Regions from separate parts of the Macaca mulatta genome. Here region 1 is linked to region 2. Evidence: chromatin contacts called from public Hi-C data. All regions are on one chromosome and are shown on one strand. Each heading gives the region's core, a stretch centred on a gene start, on an enhancer-like site or on the middle of the called end of the contact. The rest is flanking DNA. Distances are from core to core; before and after follow the strand shown.

The links. A called contact is a pair of places that touch in the nucleus more often than the background predicts.
Region 1: a contact with region 2 is called in a Hi-C map of liver, with 18 times the contacts expected there. The contact joins two enhancer-like sites. A contact is called at or near these places in 10 of 14 Hi-C or Micro-C datasets (CD4 T cells, blood, cortical neurons and 5 more).

The regions. Positions count from the first base shown.
Region 1 is chr2:181,799,920-181,802,838 of T2T-MMU8v2.0, forward strand. The region is part of intron 7 of NXPE3 (neurexophilin and PC-esterase domain family member 3); the gene reads right to left. Among named protein-coding and RNA genes, the nearest start is that of NFKBIZ, 19 kb to the left of the region's middle. Within about 2 kb of position 1,387, at least 3 of the 40 cell types and tissues checked have an H3K27ac peak or open chromatin away from gene starts, as enhancers often do.
Region 2 is chr2:181,375,590-181,378,326 of T2T-MMU8v2.0, forward strand. No RefSeq gene overlaps it. Among named protein-coding and RNA genes, the nearest start is that of ZPLD1, 200 kb to the left of the region's middle. Within about 2 kb of position 1,317, at least 5 of the 40 cell types and tissues checked have an H3K27ac peak or open chromatin away from gene starts, as enhancers often do.

The DNA of each region.
Region 1 (2,919 bases), core at 137-2,636, 420 kb after region 2:
AAATCAGGATGTTATCAGGGCTGTGTTCTCTGAGAAGAGCCTTCAGAAAGGTCATTCAAGGCCAGGCGCGTGGCTCACATCTGTAATCCCAGCACTTTAGGAGGCCGAGGCGGGCAGATTGCTTGAGCTCAGGAGTTCGAGACCAGCCTGGCCAACATACTGAAACCCCATCTCTACTCAAAATAGAAAAATTAGCCAGGAGTGGTGACACACACCTGTAATCCCAGGTACTTGGGAGGCCGAGGCACAAGAATCGCTTGAACACAGGAGGCGGAGATTTGCAGTGAGCCAGGACTGCACCACTGCACTCCAGCCTAGGCGACAGAGCAAGACTCTGTCTCAAAAACAAACAAAAAACAAACAAACAAAAACAGTTCATTGAAGTTACTGGCAGAACTCAGTTACTTGTGGTTTTAAGACCCATTTCCTTGATGGTTATCAGCCAGGAGATGCCCTCCAGCTCCTAGAAGTTGCCTATATTCCTAGCCATGTGGCCCCCTTCATCTTTAAAACCAGCAACAAATAATCTCCCTCACATGGAATCCTTCTTTCTTCAGGAAGAACATGGCCCCTGTTAAGGGCTTATCTGATCTAAGGTCAGGTCTACCTAGGATAATGTCACTCTCTTAAAGTCAACTTTGTCATATAACATAATCAAATCACAGGAATGATACACCATCATATTTACACGTCCCTCCCACACTTAAGAGGAAGGAGATTATGTAAGAGTATAGATCACTGAAAGTCCTCTTAGTATTCAACCTACCACAGCTACAAAGATAACACACAAATGTAAAATTTCATTGTTCTTATCTATACTGTTGCTATTAGATCGAGTCTTATCCTAAACTCTCAGTAAGTTCCCCCCAAAAATATAACCTCAAGTTGTTGATGAGGTTAGAATCTGTCAAGGTTCCTGAGCCACTTAGCTGTGATAATCTGGGGACCACATTACAGGTACTAATGAAAACTCAGCAGTAATTCTGGCACTAGGAAAATCTGACATAAACCAGATGCTTGCCCTTAATAAGGTAGTCAACTAGAATTACAAACTGTTTTCCCTTGCTTTTGACTGGAATTATGACCACAAGTAGCAGTAGCACTGGCAATCTCAAGCAACCTAAATGTGAATCTTAACAATAATTTTACCTTGTAAGAATATTAATTAGCTAATACATAAATACAATTTCATAGGGGAAAAAAACTTCAAAATATAGAATTCATAAGTGAAATAAAAGTACAAATACTATAAACCCCTTCTAAGGCTAAAGCAAAGAAAATACAACACAAGCCTCAAATACCTTGTGGTGCCAGAAAGGAAGTGCTCAAAACAAACAAAAGGATGAGAGCACACAGGGTGACAAAAGGGCATAAAGAAGCCAAACTGAAAGCATTCTCAACTGCCAAAACTGGAACAATTTGAGCAAAAATAAAAGAAAATAAAATAATGATGGAATTGGATTGGATTATAACCCAAAGAATGAAATTATCATGAGTCTACACTGATATAAATACTTAAAATGAAGAAGGGACCACTCTTCTTTGCAGAATTCCAACTAATAAACGTTGAAAGATTGAGAGACATTAAAAGTCACAATTAGAATGCCACCAAAATCATTGCCACAGGCAAGATCTGATGAACCCTGATGAATGCTAAAATTAGTTGGTGAAAGTTTAAGCAGAAACAGAATGTTTGCATAGAATGAAGTAAAAGAAGGAAAAATACGAGCCCTTTATTTAGGGTCTTTGAGTGCCCCCTGGTGGTCAATAGAGTGAAATTCAATGAAGTTCTGCCAAGCTGGGTTCCTTCTATATTCCATAAATCAATTGCCCTTCTCTTTTCTTTCCAATTATATACCTGTTACAAGAAGATGATTTTCCTATTAAAAACCAGGATATTCTGCTCCTACAAATTCATACTTCCTTCCTCTAAAAGTATATCAAAAGTCTCACTAATTACCAAATCTATCTTCCCTCTAACCAGAAGAGTAAATCATAAAACCATAGCCACTTCCTGGTTGATCCTCAAGACTTGTCAGGTACAGGTAAACTTTCCAAAGTTCCTCCCACTGACCATCCCTGGGACACCTAGGGACATCACAATAAGGGCAAGCCAGTCGAAGACTGTGAGAAAGGAGGACAGATCCAGTAGTGGGAGAGAGGGCCTCCTGAGGATATCAGACATGGAGAGTGTTTAGAGCACAGTACTACCGAAGAACACCATGTCTACTGACATCTTGACAATCTAAGCAATCTAAGGCCCAAACAGATAAAAGATAAATATTTCCATTATTGAAGTCTCATATACAAAGCCTCTAAAATTAGTAATTCATTTGGTTCAAGTAAATCAACAACAGCTCTTCATCAGGAAAAGACTGGGAATTCTTGTGGCATACAATAGTAGAGACAAGGGATATAAACTGGCAGTGCCCTGGCTGCATATGGGCCAAACGGATTTCATTTAGCCCATACAATATTTTCAAAGTCTTGAATTAGATGTCAATGTTCTAAAATCTGGAGATATCACATTTAAAAAATCAAAGTTTCTGGTTTCTCTTGGAAAAAACAAATCTATGGATCTGCCCACATAGGGTTTGTTTCTACATGGTAACAAAGGAGCAGAAACTGAAAAGAGGCTGCCCCTTGAGATGGTCCTTGCTTTTCAGTTCCTTCCCCACCACTCAAACAAGGCATGTGGCTAATATCCACTCTGCTTGATCCATATGTACTAAATATTGAGCCCCTGAAGCAAAAGGGTTTACAACATCTACAGAGTTACTATTAGTTAATATACTTATAAAAGCTAGAAGGACCTTGCCCGCCATCTGTATAAGCTTCATTAGTAACGTTCATCCCTTCTTTCTAAAAATCACGATAGCTAATTATATCTGTTCTGCAAAAACATAACATAAACATTTG
Region 2 (2,737 bases), core at 67-2,566:
CTCATCTGTGAAATCGGGGAGTGGGTAGAAGCCTGCCAAGCAGATCATCTCTAAGGTTCCTTCCAGCTGTGAGATGGGACGATAGTAGAATTCTCACAGCAAAATTCCTAAGTGGATTTCAAATGTGCTTGTTAATACGAGGTGCCACTAGAGGTCAGATTAAGTTTGGTAATTCTGTCTAATCGGTCATGCAGATGAAGCAAAAGCAAAAGCTATCCTTAGATGGATGCCTTGCTTAGCAGGCCTGGACCTTCCCCCTTCTGAGCTGATTAATGTTGATCCCAGTGTTAGAATAAAATACGAAAAGCTCTGAAACCCAAAATTACATTCATTAATCTGTAATTTGTAATTGGCTGCTACCAGAATGCTTATCTTTCTTTGCTTGCCTGAATGTCATTAATTAAATGTGTCACCTGAAACTCTGGTACTTCGTGTTTGCTCGCGTTACTGTGTTAATCTATCAGTCACACAAAATTTGAATCTGAGAGACTAAAAACGTTACTCTTTGTGCATCTGGGTGTAACTGTATTAAGAACATGTGACTATGTGTGGGACATTTGACTCACAATACATATTCAAAGTGAAGTATAAAGGAATTACTGAAAGACAGAATGAGAGGGAGCACACATTGTCCTCGGGTACGTGCCTTGTGAAAGCTACTGATCAGGACTGGTCTTAGGCACAACTGTGAAATCTATAGAATTAGATTTTTGTACCCCACCTTCCTTCAGCTCCCCGGCTTTCTCAACATCCCTTTCAAACTCTGCTCTCAAGAGAGATCCAAATAACTCAAATGCAGTAAGATATAAAAAGCTAATGAGGTGATTTCACTCTCCCTTGCATTTTGTCAGAGAACAATGCCCATTAAAGGGTGGAATTCTAAAAGTAGAATTGTAATCATCCAGAAAGCTACTAATGTGGGAACAGAACATTTGCAAAATCATCCCACAGAGCCAACACCATAGGCCAATGGCAAAGGTTAGCCTTGCCTCCCACTAATACACAATATGAATTGCTAGTTATTCCCTTTTTAAGAAAAACAAGTATTTATTGAGCATTCACTGTACATGAGGTTCCCAAATGCACAAGATTGCTGCATGAGGACCCAGTGATTTCTCCCTGCATGACACACTAGGAAGCAGTGGAAGCCTCAGCATTATTTCCGTGGCAAGGCCCTGGGGAACAGGGATCCTCCTCCCCTTCCACTCTCTCCCCTATATAAAAGTAAATGTGTTTGTGGTAGTGGGCAGGAGTGGGCAATTCTGAGAGTGGTACCAAAAGGAAGGATGTTCTGACCTGACCACCCAGCAGGTGGCCTCAGATTATCGAGATAGTTTTGTGGTATGAGAACAAGGCAAAATCTCCTAGTGGCTGTCACTTGAGAAGATCAGACGCAAGTCAATCTCAAAGCCTCAGGGACCTCTTAACTTTTAAGGTGCTGATGCAGTAACATTTGGGTTCACAGACCTGACAATTCTGCCTCCAGCTTCTTCTATATGAGATCACCCATCATGGCTATAGCCTAAGTCTATCTTAAAACAGCTGCCACAAATCCTCAATTCCCTTTGATATGTATATTCTCAGTAAACAGAAATAATACTTTGTATTTACCTAGTACTTGGTACTTTAGTGAGTGATACAGAAAATCCTTTCACCCATCCTGTGAAGTTAAATACTATCATCCTGTCCATAGGCTCACATTTCATACATTTTTAGAGGTGGCAGATCATCTACTCCACCCTCACCTCTACATTTAACCATCTTGCATTGTCCGATCTTGCATTTAACCATCTTGCAATGTCTGGCACTTCCCAAGCAAACCCCTTCCTTTCACAGCACTCAACACCTCCTTTCACAAGCACAACTATTTTACAGATGATGAAACAAATCCAGATACATTAGGTGACTCTCCCAAAAGCAGAACATATGCAAGTGGAGGATCCCAGTCTCAGACTAGTTAAGCATTTTTCAGTTTTCATTGCATTAAACCTCTCAGCAGTATTCAACACCCTACTGCTTTTTTGAGCCATGTCTCTGAGTTTCAGTAGCACTACACCCTCATTTTTCTGTGGTCCCTTCTTCTCATTCTCCTCAGGAACATCAGGTTGGTCAGGCTTAGTCCTGAGCAACTCTTCTTTTCTTACTCTGTAGTCTCTCTTTCATTTGTCTCCTTTATTCTCAAAGTTTTAAATATTATCTATGGAATATGGCTGAATAGGAACAGCTCTGGTCTGCAGCTCCCAGCGGGACCAACACAGAAGGTGGGTGATTTATACATTTCCAACTGAGGCACCCAGTTCATCGCATTGGGACTGGTTAGACAGGGGGTGCAGCCCACGGAGGGTGAGCAAAAGCAGGGTGAGGCGTTACCCCACTCCAGGAAGTGCAAGGGGCCCGGGGCCTCCCTCCCCTAGCCAAGGGAAGTTGTGAGGGACTGTGCTAACCTGCCCAGATACTATGCTTTTCCCACGGTTTTTGCAACCAACAGACCAGGAGATTCCCTCGGGTGCCTACACCACCAGGGCCCTGGGTTTCAAGCACAAAACTAGGCGGCTATTCAGGCAGACACCAAGCTAGCTGCAGGAGGTTTTTTTGCACCCCAGTGTTGCCTGGAACTCCAATGAGACAGAACCGTTCACTCCTTTGGAAAGGGTGCTGAAGCCAGGGAGCAAAGTGGTCTTGCTCGTTAGTTCCCACTCCCATGGAGCCCAGCAAGCTAAGAACCACTGGCTTGAAA